Regions from separate parts of the Mus musculus genome. Here region 2 is linked to region 1. A link is a contact called in public HiChIP or PLAC-seq data. All regions are on one chromosome and are shown on one strand. Each heading gives the region's core, a stretch centred on a gene start, on an enhancer-like site or on the middle of the called end of the contact. The rest is flanking DNA. Distances are from core to core; before and after follow the strand shown. Region 1 holds the start of Gigyf2 (GRB10 interacting GYF protein 2). Region 2 overlaps Gigyf2 (GRB10 interacting GYF protein 2).

What was found. HiChIP or PLAC-seq counts read pairs in DNA pulled down with a chosen protein or histone mark.
Region 2: a BATF HiChIP or PLAC-seq map of CD8 T cells shows a contact between it and region 1, with 12 read pairs. The contact joins the enhancer-like site here to the promoter of Gigyf2 in region 1. A contact is called at or near these places in 10 of 39 promoter capture datasets (the 3T3-L1 cell line, 3T3-L1-derived adipocytes, cranial neural crest and 6 more), 1 of 15 datasets of contacts at CTCF or cohesin (CD8 T cells), 2 of 484 Hi-C or Micro-C datasets (the G1E-ER4 cell line and Th1 cells), 16 of 115 datasets of contacts at active chromatin or transcription factors (the 230-238 cell line, CD8 T cells, the HPC-7 cell line and 11 more) and 4 of 9 other capture datasets (adipose tissue, embryonic stem cells, liver and 1 more).

The regions. Positions count from the first base shown.
Region 1 is chr1:87,323,236-87,330,758 of GRCm38.p6, forward strand. Gigyf2 (GRB10 interacting GYF protein 2) reads left to right here and starts at 3,763. Exons shown (of 29, transcript NM_146112.4): 1 at 3,763-3,857.
Region 2 is chr1:87,373,190-87,380,712 of GRCm38.p6, forward strand. Gigyf2 (GRB10 interacting GYF protein 2) reads left to right here. Exons shown (of 29, transcript NM_146112.4): 6 at 808-922; 7 at 5,783-5,894; 8 at 6,779-6,819. Among named protein-coding and RNA genes, the nearest start is that of Kcnj13, 18 kb to the right of the region's middle. Within about 2 kb of position 4,997, at least 15 of the 459 cell types and tissues checked have an H3K27ac peak or open chromatin away from gene starts, as enhancers often do. A contact at or near this core is called in CD8 T cells, Th1 cells and memory CD8 T cells, where this site is marked.

The DNA.
Region 1 (7,523 bases), core at 2,513-5,012:
GGGAGGCAGAGGCAGGCAAATTCCTGAGTTTGAGGCCAGCCTGGTCTACAGAGTGAGTTCCAGGACAGCCAGGGCTACACAGAAAAACCCTGTCTCAAAAACAAAACAAAACAAAACAAAACAAAACAAAAAAACAAAAAACCAACAACCCAAAACTCTCCTGGTAACACTGCCTCCCTCTCCCTCTCTGTGCTACTCTACTTTCCCTCTCAACTCTACTGCATTGCTCTCCAAGAACTCTACTGTTTCCTGGACTATACTCTTTTTCCTGTCCTGTCTGTCTCTCCCTTAAGTAGCTTCTCTTTCCTTGGGCAGATCCTATTCTGTCTACTCTTTCTCCAATTCATCACTTTTTCTGCTACTCAATTAGACATGACTTTCAAACATGGGTGCTTCCCATGTTTTTTTCTACAAACTCACTTTAACTTCATTGTTTGGAATTAAAGGTGAGTACTAAGGGTGTGTCTGTATTCCAGCCAGAGGGATTAAAGGAGTATGCTAAGGACTGAGCCACAACACAACTAGGAACAGGTTCAAATATTCTCTATCATCCTCTCTCAACTTCTTGTTTGTGGATTGGGATGTGAGCTCTAACATTTCGTAGTGCCATGCCTTTGCTCTGCCATCATCGACTATAACCTTCTGAAACTGTAAGTCCAGTTAAAAGCTTTCTTTTAGTAAGTTGCCTTGTTCATGGTGTGTGTGTGTGTGTGTTTTTTTTTTTTCACAGCAATAGAAAAGCAACTAAGACAAGTCTGTTTTGGAAGTTGGATGTCAAATTGTTTGTAGGTTGACTTCGGTGGCGGTGAAAGAAACTCTGTCCCATGCCTCTCTCACTGGTTGCCAGCAATTTTTGGTGTTACTAGCTTGTAGAAACATCACCCTTACTTCTGCCCTCATCTTCAAATGATAATCTCCTTGTGTGTATTTTTGTCCAATGCTCCCCTACCACCACGAGTTTTGAAAGACAGTCTTACTATATAGTTCAGAGTGACCTTGAACTCATAGTGATCCTCCTGCTTCATCTTCCTGAGCACAGAGATTATAGGCCTGGCTTTATTTCCCTATTTTCTTCAGGGCACCAGGCATGTTAAATTAGTGCCTACCCTAACTCATCTTATTTTATCTTGAGTAGCCTATGAAGACCGGTCTTCAGATAAGGTCACTTTCTGAGGTACTTGGGGGTTAGGATGTCTTAGCTTACCTTTTTGGGAGACACAATTTAATCCATAATCATGATGTTCCAGACTCTGTTGCTGTAAACAAATTACTGCAAGACATAATGGCTTCAAATGTCCATTTTATTATGCTGAAGGAGTCAATAGATCAGGAATTCAGACAAAGTGCCATGAAGGTACTTGTCTCTCCTTCATGATGTCTTGGGCTTTGGTGCCCTGGGATGACCGGACTGGCAGGGCCAGATTCCTCTAGTGGTTTTTTCCACTCACTCTTCTGGCTGTTGATGCTAGCTGTTGGCTGAGGCTTCAGTTGGGACTGTTGATGAAAAAGCCACACACATGGGCCTCTTCTTGTGGTTTAAACTCAAGGCAGTATTCTAATTAACCCTAATTGTCAATTTGACACAGCCCAGAGTCATCTGAGAGGAATGGGTTTCCCATTGAGGAACTGCCTAAATTAGATTGGCCTGTGGGCTTGTTGATAGGGGATTGCCCAGGTTGTTAACTAATGTAGAAGGGCCTGGCCCACTGCAGGCAGCAAAATCCCTGGGCAGGCAGTCCTGGGTTGTCTAAGAATACTTGTAAGAAGTGGGCCTAGGAACAAGTTTGTAAGCAACCCTTTCCATGTTTTCTGCTTTGAGTTCCTGCTTAAATTTTCATTGTGAGCCAGGTAATGGCGGTACATGTCTCAGCCCCAGTACATAGGAGATAGAGGCAGACAGAGCAATGTGAGTTCAAGGGCAGCCTAGTCTACAGAATGAGTTCAGGACAGCCAGAGCTTTGTGGAGAAACCCTGTTTTGAAAAATCAACCAACCAACCAAACCAAACCAAATTAAAGACACCTTTTCTTGAGAGCATATCCTTGCTCATCAGGGTCAGCAACACCGGAAGCTGGCAGTAATACAGCTCTTCAATGGGCCCTTCAGACTTTCATGCTGCTGAACTTATCTGGTGTCATCCATATTTTCCTTTTCCTTTGTTCTCTCCCCATGTATTAGCTACCTTTCCTGTTGCTGTAATAAAATACCCCAAAAGAATTTGCTTAAGAGGCAAAGGCCTTATTTTGGTTCACAATTCAAGAGTATGGTCCACCTTGGGAGTAGTCACATTGCTTCCAAGGTCAGGAAGTTGAGACTGATGGAACCTTTGAATGTTTCTGTGTAGCTTTTTCACTTAGGTCTTATACACTATAGAATTCTAGCTTATGGAATGGAATGGTATTTTCCACTTTACCTACTCTCGGGTTTCCCCACATCAAATAACATAATCTAGATAATCTCTCATAAATTTGCTCAGATATTTGTTTCCATGATGAATCCAAATCCCATCATGTTGACAGTCAAGATTAATGATCACAGTCAAGATTAATGATCATTCTCTGAATTTAATGCTCTTTTATACAGTCTCTCTTTGAAAGGGAATCAAGACTCAGGAAGGGAGGCAGAGGAGGAAGTTGGTATATATATATATATATATATATATATATGTATGTATGTATGTGTGTGTGTGTGTGTGTATTTTTTTTCCAAGTGTTGAATCCAGGGCTCCCAAACGACTAGGTTGGGAGTCTGCCACTGTGTTCTGAAACTTAAGTTTATGTTGATGGGAAGACCTATGATAAATGCTGGAGGATATTTTGCAGTGATTGTGTGAAACTGAGTGGATCCCAAACACCAAAGGTAGTAGAAAGGCAGGAAAAGACTAATGGTCCCAGAAAGACCCGGGTGACTTGAAATGGTAGATGTACCAGGTTTAGCAAATCAAAGTATATAGTATGTCCAGCTAAACATGAGTTTCAGAAAGACAGCAGATTAATTTCCTGTATTCTGTATTGCCGGGTTTACTATTCGTTATCTCGCAACCCTAAAATGGGAAGGCAGTATATATAAGGGGGTTGTAGGTCCACATGTAGTGGAAGGGTGTAGTAACTTTTTTTTAGTTTTTCGAGACACGGTTTCTCTGTATAGCCCTGGCTGTCCTGGAACTCTGTAGATCAGGCTGACCTTGAACTCAGAAATCGATCTGCCTCTGCCTCCCAAGTGCTGGGATTAAAGGTGTGAGCCACCACTGCCTGGCTAGGTGTAGGAACTTTTAAAACCTTCCCAGCTGTCACATTCCAGTACTCCAGGATGAATTTCCAGTTCTATAAGAAAGGAAACTGCTTTGAATTTCAGCTTTACCATTTGCCCCATGATGGACCAACTGGCAGGAAAATGCTAGACCAAATGCTGTGGAAAAGTTCTAGCTTGGAAAACCAGCTCATAAATGATGTGGAGATTTTTGTACTGCAACCGGGCACTGGATTGGGTGCATCGGACGGTGAGTCATAGGGCCTCTGGCCAGGCTCCAATTAGGGACACCAGTTCAACTCTAGGGCCATAGGAGATGCAGCCAAAGGCCCCACTGTGCGCCTGCGCTACTCAGGCTCCGTCCTCGCCCGGCCCTGCATCCGGGTCTCAGGGAGGGGCGTGTCCGAGGGGAGGGGCAGGCCGTCGAGGAAGGGAACGATGTCGTGGGAAGCTGGAGAGCAGGGAGGGAGTGAGGCGGGGATGTAGGCGGGGCGGGGGGCGGCGCGGCGCGCGGGGTCACGTGACGTGCGTGGCGACGTGTCGGCCATCTTGTGTTGTTGAGGCTGAGGATTGACTTGGGTTCTGAGAGACTCCTGTCCCGGACCGCAGGTAACCAGTGGCTCGGTGTGTGTCTCCCCTGCCCGCGGCCATCCCGCGCCCAGTCCCCGCCATAGCGCCCCGAGCTGCCGTGGCCCGGCGCCCACCGTCGCGTCCCCGCCGCTCCGGCCCGAGCCGGCCGCATGGACACACTCAGGCTGCCCGGCAGCGGCCACGGCCGCTGCCGGCTGGGGGCGTCAGACCTGGGGACAGGGCAGGTGCGAGGTCAGCAGGAGCCTCCTCCCGTGCGAGGGTCCCGGCAGTCCAGGGAGCGTCCCGGCCGAGGGCAGCCCCCTGCTTTCGCCCCCGTGGCATCGCGGGGGAAGCCGAGGAGAGGAGGCGGGAGGCGGGGTGGGCAGTGTCAGGCCGGAGGGTTCGCCTTCCGCTGCCCGCTCCTCGGGGCTGGTCGCCCGCACAGCCTCGGGGTACCCCGGCTAACAGCTGCTGCGAGCCGACAGCTGCTCCTGCCGGCGCTCCTGCCCGCACCTGCCCCAGGGAGGTGCGCCCTTGCCTTCTCCACCGAGCATCTGGACTGGGGAAGACTGCTTCTAGGGCTGGAGGACTGGTCTTGAGCAGGCCCCAGGCAAGGTGGAGTCATGATCTGATCCTGGGACTGAGAGGCTTGGGAAAGTAGAGCCCCGGGCAGCCCCGGGGACCCGAATGTTCATACCGGCTTGAAATGGGCAAGCAGTTTCCCACGAAGCACTCTTGAACACTTTGGTTTTGTAGCTGAAATATAAATCAAGCCAGCAAGTAAGGAAGGGTGTGAAAGGAGCTGATTGTGTGACCGCGTTTGGGAAGCAGTAACGTTGCTTTGCATTTATCTAGTACGGTCTCCCCTCACCTCCAGTTTTCTCGAAAGTCAAAGCACTTAAACACACCTAGTGGTTCTATTAGGAAGGTAAGTATTCCAACATAACTTAAGAAATGAAGGGACTCAATCAGTGATGGCTTCCCACCTAGTCCCATCTACCTTGAATTATAGGTAATTATGTTTCAGAGTGTTGTATACAGGGATTGTAGTCTTCCTTATGTAGTTACTCCTCTTTAGTAACAAATGACTTCCTAAATTACAAAAACTATTATCCTACTTTTTGTACATGAGTTTTCATCCTTTTTTGTGGCTCTGACTGGCAGAATTTTTCCTTTTGGTTAGAACATATACTTTGTCTTCATTTAATGATATTTCCCTAATGTAGCAGCTTTTAGATTGCCTAGACTGGGATATGTACTTCACTGTCACATAAGAAGACACTAGGAAAACATTTAGAAGTGACATATGTCTGGAAAAATACCAACGTTGAAGATGTTGGTGATTTGCTAGAAAGAAAAAGACCATACCTTTTTTGGTACTTGACAAAGGATTTAGAGTTTTGTGGCTGGGGAAGAAGAGATTATGTACTGTATGCTGCCATTCTTGTCTTTTCCTTTCTTTTCTGTTTGACTACAAGTACTACAGTATGTAGTGTGAATGCTGAGGGACAAACATTTCTGTTTGTGTTGCGCTCACTTCTGGACATCTAAATACTTAAGTAAAAATATACAAATACTTCTTGATGTGATGATTGGGCTGTGTCCCTTAAATTGATTGAAAGTTGAAGTATGTAAGCTGAAATTGCATTTAAAGCTATCAGTCTGCTGCCCATTAATAACAGCAAAGCCTCCTATAGAATCTTGATCATCTCCCGCTTGTATGGTTAGATTTTATGTGATTTTGTGACTCTCTGGTCCTAGCCAGCAATGCCAGGGAGTATTGTACTACATACATATTGTTAACTCAGGAAGAAATCATAATTAGAAATATGAAGAATGATTTCTACTGAGTCCATATTGTTTTTACCTCATAGTAGAGTGCAAACTCTTGTTAAGTTGAACATTTCTGTGTAGGGACCATCTGTTTATGTAGGAGTAACGGGAAAAAGAAAAAGAAGAGAGATAGGGGGACTGGATAACAATTGTGGGAAGGGTTAATTTTTAAATTTAGTCCTGTGAGGAGACTTTACAGGTAAGCTAAAATTTGAGGAAACACCTGATAGGTAGAGGGCAGGGTCCTTCACCAAGAGGAAAAGAGGGCAAAGATCCTGAGATGAGAAGATAAAACTTAGGTGGGACCTATCTAAGGCTTGCTAGGAAGAGGACTGAGGCTAACTAGTCTGGGGAGACTGAAAGAAACTGATCAGATGTATTTACCCACCTCTTTGGCAGGAAGATGAGGTGGACCATTCACTGCTCTGGAGTCTTTTTTTTTTTTTGGGTGGGATGGGGTGGGGTGTTTCCAAGACAGGGTTTCTCTGTGTAGTCCTGGCTGTCCTGGAACTCACTCTGTAGACCAGGCTGGCCTTGAACTCAGAAATCTGCCTGCCTCTGCCTCCCAAGTGCTGGGATCAAAGGCGTGCACTACCATGCCCAGCTGGAGTGTGTGTGCGAGCAATCCAGGCTGACCTGAAATTGCCCTTCTCTTACCTCAGTCTCCCCAGTTTCTGAGATCTATGGAAAAGTCTTAAGAAAATCAGGTTTTATAGACTTGAGCCAAGATCCCTCCTTTCCCGTTCATTTGGAAAACTCGGGATGTTCATCTATTTCAGGAATTATAATGGATTTCTTAAAAGTAAGTTTTTAGATGTGATTGGTGTTAGACTGCCTGGAAATGCTTTTTAAAAGGAATGGCTTTTTGTTTTGTTGGTTTTGTTTTTTTGTTTTTGATTTTTCCAGACAGGGCTTCTTGATGTAGCCTTGGCTGTCCTGGAACTTGTTCTAGACCAGGCTAGCCTCTTCCTCCTGAGCACTGTGATTAAAGATGTTTACCAACACTGCCTGGCAAGAAATGGCTTTTAAAGAAGGATATCCCAGCTTCATGATTGACTAGGACATTTTGCAAACTCAGGGACTACCTGGTAACGTGGTAACTAAGATTCAGAAGAGCTAGGAATATAGCTTAGGCTTAGATCACTTGCCTAGCATGCCTGATGACCAGGTTGAATCCCCAGTACTGCCTAAACAAAAAAAAGAATAGAAATTTCAGAATATTTGGAAGTGAGGAACTGTTCTCAGGCACTGGTGATTAAGGAGTATAATCAAATGAATCAGTATATTAACCCAGGTTATCCACAGTTGGTTAGTGAAGAGTTTCTTTTACTTCTATACAGTCCAGCCTAGTTCTAATGGGCTCTCCTAATTTCTGTGGAGATCCCTTTTATCATTTTGCTTGTGTAGAATGTTTTCTATTTTTCTTTTTTTACCTTATAAGCTAGATTTCAAATTAATTTGTTGCTTAGTAGGCTGGGGACTTTTTTCTGAGGGCCTTCCAGCGTATTTTCATATTCATAAATGGACAATTTAATAACTTTTTATTTTAACTTACCTGATAAATTTTAGTATTTTGACTTTCGGAGCTTTATTTTGCTGATAGATTGACTGTATGAAAAATAATAGTAGACTTGCTTCAAAGTCATGTGAAGATAGGAATTCCAAGGCAGAGTGTGATTGGAGCTTTGCAGCTAGAGGACATAGTTATGGTGGTGCTGAGGTAGTGTTCTAACTCATTATATCTACAGCCTGTTCCCTTGCTCCATTTTTGAAATGACATTTTTAAATTATACTCTGATGTCATACCATTTATTTGTTCTCATGACTCTGCATTTTAATACTCTGTACATGTATCTTTATGTTGACCTTCAC
Region 2 (7,523 bases), core at 3,747-6,246, 51 kb after region 1:
CACACATACGCACACACGTACACGCACACATGCACAAATTTCAGATGATTGACCTCATAGAGATTTCTACTTGACATTTTCCCATTCTAGTAAATACTTCTTGGGGTTATTAATCCACATTGCTGAGTACAGTCAGGCAGAAAGGACATCTTTCCTTTTTATATTACCTTTTAATGACAGTCTTTTCTCCTTGTAAGTTAAAGCGACTTAAGTGCCATTCAAAAATGAAATGTAAGCACTTTATTATAATGAACTCACAAAATCCTCCCACAGCTAGATTATGATAGTCACCCAAACTTGTCCAGTCTCAAACTCCACAGATCTCTATACAGTTAGAATGGATACTCTTAAAAAGTGCCAATTTAACCTAGTCCCCTTTACAGAACTTTCTCTGCTCTGTTTATTTTGTCTGCATCTAGATATGTAGAGTACATTTAGTTTGTTTTTTTGTATAGTATCTCCTCAACAAGCCTAGCTTTGTGTAACACGTGGGTGTCAACTTGGCTGGTCTGAAAGGTCAATTTGAAATCGTCTTAAGGCCAGCTTGGTCTACATGACAAGTTCTAAGGCAGGCAGTACTACATTGTGAGACTCTGTCAAAGATAGAAAGAAAGAAATTGTCAGATAACTAGATTTGAATGATCTTTATGTGTTGTAAAGTTACAGTTTCCCATTGCTTATAGAAATTAGATACCATTACATTTATAGGTGCAGTGGGAGGTGGGGAGAAACAATATGTAGTTTTGTGTGTTTTATCCATTTTCTTTTGTTTCCTTTATTTTTATTTTTATTTTTATTTTTTGGCAGAGAAACTTTTCCATGTCTGTAAATAGTGCCGCTGTCCTGCGATTGACAGGACGAGGAGGAGGAGGAGGAACAGTGGTGGGGGCTCCTAGAGGTCGAAGTTCTTCAAGAGGGCGAGGTGAGCTATGTGCAAAAATAACCCTGGAATAGGAGCAGGAGGCTAGGGAATCAGTAAATACTTCAGTGCCTAATTGAAACATGAAACCAACTGCTCTTTGATGTTGACTGCAAATGCCTGAACGTTTATTTTCTGCAATATTTCTGAGACGCCTCTCTACTGCCCCTGCTTTGGAGAGGAATTTGTTTCTAGCTGTATAGACTGAAGCAAGAAGGAGTGAGATAGTCCCAGTTAACTTCTAAAGAGTAATTATTTTTCCTATTCTTTATCCCTGAAGTTTTGCACGTTGAGGCTTGAACATCCTGAAGGTTATGGTTGCTTGAGGCACAAGTGTCCCTGTGGGGCTCTCAGCAGTATAGCATTTCTTCCCAAGAGCCACATTACATATCACCATAGCTGGAGGAATATATTGAGAAATACCTCGGGGGCTAGGCCTCTTAGCAGACAGAGCAAAATATAAGCAGGGAGCATCCACTGGTGTAATGTGTGGTTTTATGAATTTATGCCTTTTCTTAGAAAGAGTTTCTGATTTGCTTGTTTTTTATCATTCCCTAGTTTGCATTCATTGTCTTTCTGTTAAAAATAATTCTTGATGTTTGTAATAGATATTCTTCCTTCAGCATTAAACTGTATGTGGGTTGAATCATAACATAAATATTTTTTAAAATAATTATTTATTTTACGTATGTGAGTACACTGTTGCTGTCTTCAGACACACCAGAAGAGGGCACCTTATCCCATTACAGATGGTTGTGGGCTACCATACGGTTGCTGGGAATTGAACTCAAGACCTCTGGAAGAGCAGTTAGTGCTCTTAACTGCTGAGCCATCTCTCCAGCTTCTAGAGCAGTAGTTTTTAACCTGAATATTGTTTAACCTGAATATTGTTGTAGACGTCAAAGAAACCACATTGCCACAGACATTGAGTTGGTGAGAGCTAGGCATGTCTTCATCACAAGCCATGCCAACATGCTCATTGTCTGGGAGATGTGCATATTGGTATATGGCAGTGTTTTGGAAATGGGACTGACTGGTCATGGGTCTGGTCTCCCTGTGGACATTTCCCTTGCTTCCTCTTGTGGGAGGCGGTGAGAAGAAATTTAATTCTGAAAGCTTTGTTTCCTGTGCTCTTCAGGTCAAGCCAGAGAAAAGTTTCCTTAATTAAGAGTGCAGACCACACACATCCTCCACCTGTTCTCTGTAGGCCTTAAAAAAACCTTACGTATTTAGAAGGGAGCAGATCTGGGTGTGGTAATGTACGCCTGCAATCCCAGCATTTGGTGATTGCTGTCAGGAGGCTCAGTAGTTCAGGCCCAAATTTTAGTTATATTGACAGTTTAAGGCTAGCCTGAGCTACATTAGGCACCCTCTAGAGCAACAACAACTAACCTGTGGCCCCCGCCTAACAAATACAGTACCCCAGAGCAACAACAGGTAGAAGGAACAAGTGAGGGGTCGATGAGTTGTCTTTTTGTTTGTTTGTTTCTTTGAAGTTAGAGTTTTTGTAACCAGAGCTTGCATAAAGCCCATATGTTGTGACATACAAGTAAATTAGTGTGCTAATGTTGAAGGGTACAGAACTTGTCAAATGGATGCTCTTACCTTTGTGAAAATACTTGGAATGCCATAGTCACAATGGCCTGTAATACTTGTGTCTTTGGGTTTTTACTTAATTTTACCTCTCAGGTTAAATATTGATTACTGTGACTTTTCTTTGGATTGTAGAATCTCTTTCCAACTCAAGGAAAAACTCATATGCAAATCTATTGGTTTCTAGACTTAAAGATATCCTGACCTCGTAATGTTTAAGAGAACAAGGGGCTATGTACTATTGCATTATCTTTCTTTTTTATGTCGTCTGGATGTTAGAAAGAATACATATACTGTCAATTGTACCAGTGGCATTGTTAGGAAGCATATTTTCTCCTTAAAGAATAGGGTAAGCTTTCAGGTAATAGTACAATTCTTCAAGTTGAATAGGCTGATTACATGTTTTTCTGCTTGTTCTTGTGCATGTGAACCACATTTATAGATGACTTAAATGTGGAAAAATCTAGAATCTGGTTTCTCTAATGCTGACTTAGCAGTAAAGCTTCCACCACACAAGCAGGGCTGGAGGTAGTCAGAATTGCAAAACCCAAAATCCATTATATGTATTTTTCTTGATCTCTCCCCCCACCCCCCACCCCCCAGTCTTCCAAGACTTAATGGTTTTGGTCAAGACTAAAATGTTTTTCTCAAAGTGGTTCTACAGAATAGGTTTTCTGGAGTTTACCCCCCCCCCCCCCAAGGGTTTCTCTGTGTAGCCTCTGTGGCTGTCCTGGAACTTACTCTGTAGACTGGGCTGACTGAACCTCAAGAAGTTCACTTGCCTCTGCTTCCCAAGTGCTGGAATAAATACTATTTTTAAAAATTACATTTATGTGTGGGAATGTGTATTTGTGTTCAGGTGGTGTAAGAGACCAGAAGAAGGTACTGGATCCTCTGTAGTTGGAATTAAACAGTTGTAGCCACGTGGTGTGGATACTGGGTGCCAAACTCAGTCCATTCAGTTAACTGCTGGACCATCTATCTAGTCTGGACAAAATTAATCTTGAAAAAGGAGAGGATTTGTTCCTTATCCTAAAGTCACTGTTGTGGAGGAATATTTTCGCGTTAGAGTAGTTACTATTAAATTATTTTAGGATTTTAAATAAAATGTATACATATTCTGAATGTAGGGCAGAGGGAGAAAGCTACTTAAACTGTAAGTTGACTTTAGGTTGACTTAAAAGTAATGAACCTGGAAGATAACTTTGTGATTGTTAGAGTTAAACTGTAGTTTTCACTTTTATTTTATAGACAAAGTGGATACTAGTCTAGTCAAGAGAATATCCTAATATATATTATATAATTTTTTTCAGTATTTTGTAAGAGTCATGGAAGTATTCCTGTAATCTGAGTCAGTTCCTGATAGGTTATGATGAAGTGCATGGGTACTTGAATTCACTTGCTTCATTGGATGTTTCATTCAGAATATATTATTTTCGGGTTAGAGGTGTATTTTTTGTGGTAGAGCTTTTGCCTAGCATTTGCATTGTGCTCTGTTTGGTACCTAGCACCATACACAAAATAAAGCTTTATCATTTTCTTCTGATCATTTTGATCTATGGGAGAAGTTAAGTTTGGGATAGCTGCTAAGGTATTTTTTGTTATAAATGCACCCCAAACTCCCATGCCTCCTCTAGTTTCTTCATTTGTGTCAGTACTGTTCACATGTTCATTGAGTAAACTACAGAATGTCCAAAGCTGAAAGTGCGTGCTACATACATATCTGCATGTGTCTCAGTCACTCTTAGCTGTGCAGCAGTATGGACAACATCACAATATCACCCCCCCCCCCCACTTGAGTATGCTTTTGTCATTCAGTAGCACAGGTCTGAGTTAACATTAGTGCCTTAGTTATGTGGATTTGTATTGTTCTGGGATGTTTCATCAGAATTTATTTAGCCAACTATTATTAGGTTGTTTCTAGTGTTTTGAAATTCAAGTGTTCGTTTTCATACAAATATGTGTCATGCCTTATTTAACAAGACGCGAGCCTCATTAGGTTATTTTATTTTCATTGATATATGAACATTATAATTTACACAGGCTTATATGGTTTAGGTTATTTACTTGGTTTGGCCTCCAGATACAGTTAAAAGACAATGATTACAAGATATATGCTGTTGCTTGTGGTATAAATGGGATATTGTTTTATAGTAAATTTAAAATAAGTACACTTGAAAATATAATATATCCTCAAATAAATAACTTTTCATTGTCACAATCACATACTGTGTACTACATGCTGGCAAATATGCCATGTTTTTAAGTGACTGGCAGTTCAGTAGATTTCTTTAGACCAGCACCATCACAAATAAGTCTCTAGTTACTTCAGAGTTTTCAACTCCATTATAATGTGGTTGAACAGTGAGTGGTTATAGTAAGTCTTATCACTGGTTGAAACTGTATGCATTGCATGATGGTTTACATACTTGTGAGTGCCTCCCTCTCCTTCCCTTTTGTTCTTTTTTTCTTCTTTCCCTTTCGGTCCTTTTCATCTTTCTTAGGCTTTTTGAGTCATTCTTGATGTAACACAAGCTGGCTTTGAGCTGTCAGTTCTCTGTTTCAGCCCCAAATGCTGAGATTATAGGCATGTTCCACCCCACTTGACTCTGTAAAAATGTTTCTACTGGGATAGATTCTGAGCAGAGTCACAGGTTGATAGTTAACCAGATGGCCTTCATTAGAAGCCTGCTAACATTTGATTTGCAAAGCTTTTAAGTCCCTATACTCCAACTACTCTGCGGAATGACTTTAGTGTTGCTAATTTTCCTTACCTCAGTGAAGGATTCTTTTTATCCTGTAAGAATATAGTTCGCAGTCCTACAGTTGTTCAGTTCACTTCTGCTATCTTTTTTCTGGAATTGGATAAAGGAATTTTATCGTGATTGACACTTCCTACTAGAGTTTCTCTCTAGAAGTTCCCCATAGTAAGATTTCCCCAGTAGTTATTGAAAACAATCCATGAAAACATTCAATTTATAATGGTGTACTAGCCTTGGTAGACGCCACTGTGGACCTCGTCACTGATGAGTTTCCTGTTGGTGCTGTGTATTGTTCAGGACTGGGATTCCTTCACGAGTGGTTGGTTTATTTTTTTCATACCCCAGTTCAGTTCTATCAGAGCCATTATGTCTTGCTAAATACTTAAATGTGGCCGTCTTGAAGTGTACAGAGAGATAGAACTTCATAGAGATTAACCTTCAGTGTTGAACATACTTGTTGGATGTTGGTTTCTAACTATTTCCCCTCCCCCTGTTTTCTTATTTTCAGGCAGAGGTAGAGGTGAATGTGGTTTCTACCAAAGAAGTTTTGATGAAGTAGAGGGTGTGTTTGGGCGAGGAGGTGGCAGGGAAATGCATAGATCACAGAGCTGGGAAGAAAGGTAACTAAAGTGTTGAGATTGTAATGTAATTAAGCATTTGCTGGTCTATAAAACTCACCCTAGTGGTATTCTATAGGACTTGCCTGTGTGCCAGTTATTTGACAGGCTGAGGAAGGAGATTCTGGAGTACTGGCTATCCTGCACAATTTAGCAAACTTCTGAACTCAAAATAAAAATGGAAAAAAATGGCTAGGATTCTAACCCATTGGTAGCTCTCTAGGGAGGTTCAGCCCTCAGTACTCCAAACAAAACAAAGCACACCGCGTTCCTTTCATGAGTGGTACAGGGTTGCGTGTTCCTGTGATCCTAACACTTGGGAGGCCAAGACAGAAGAATCATGAGTTCCAGACCAAAATGGGCTGCATGGTGTGACCTAGAGAATCACAGAAGTTGGGTGGGAGTGTTGTCTCCTCTCTAGCCCCTGGCCTTCCCTCAAGAAAGAACATTTTGAAAACACAGAACTTATCCCTTTTCTGCTTTTCCTGAAATTTCTGTACAATAAAACATAATATATAATTCTTACAGTTAAGGATGAGCCTTGATCTCAAAATAAGGGTAGAAGGGTTAAGGTTGTAACAGTGGTGGCTGTCTTGCTCAGCACCCTGAGGTTTAGTACTCAGAACCACAAATGTGGGAAAATATTGCCAAGGTAGTATATATAACATGGTCTGTAATGTTTCCAGGTAAAATAATAATATTCTAGTCATTGGGAGCTAAGGTTTGGTAGGTGGCCAGGTGGAATTTTTGTTCTCATCATTGCTTTCCTATATTTTCTAAATACTAACTGGCAGATCTGCTGCTAAAGGGACTGCAGGAAAGGAGTATCATGATAGGAAATCTATGTTGTTTTTAAGGTGTTTTTGAAATTTATTTTGTCTTTTTAGGGGTGACAGGCGCTTTGAAAAACCAGGAAGAAAAGATGTAGGTAAGGATCTTACTGTTTTGAAATACCTCCTGCACTCTCCTGGTATTGGTGCTAACAAGGCCCATTGGGAAGGATCATTAGCAGTACAGATTAACTGTTACATGCATGGATCCAGTAGATGGAGCTGTAACACTGATTCAGAGTCCTGTGGTGAGACCTGGAGTGATGGATACAACCATTAAGACATACTCAATGTTTTAGGGTTGTGTTTCTTTAAGGCATGCCTTTTTCAGTAAGGCTCTTTGTGGGATTGAAATTCTAAATTAGGAAGTAATTTGATCACTTGTTTATTATCATGGAGAGTATGTAGGTTAGAATAGGGAAGATGTGGCTTTTGTCTGAGGAGGCAAAGGCTGAGACTGAATATTCTTTCCTTAATCAATGATTGGACTATTTCTTTTATTGTGTATGTGTGCAGGCTATGTATATGGAGGTAGGGACACACACCTCGCAATGCCTGGGAAGGCTGTGGAGTTGGTTCTGTCAAACCTTCATGTGGGTTCTGGGGTTCAAACTCAGCAGCACCTTTACTTGCAAGCCATCTCACCAGCCTAGCTGTCTTCTTTCTGTAGATATATTTTCCTTGTGAGTATTTATGATAATTTAGTCAATTTGTAATGTTATGATGGGCTTTCTGACTGATAAATTGGCAGTCTACATTGATATTTGGTGAAAAAAATAAAAAGTACCAGTTAACAGTATTG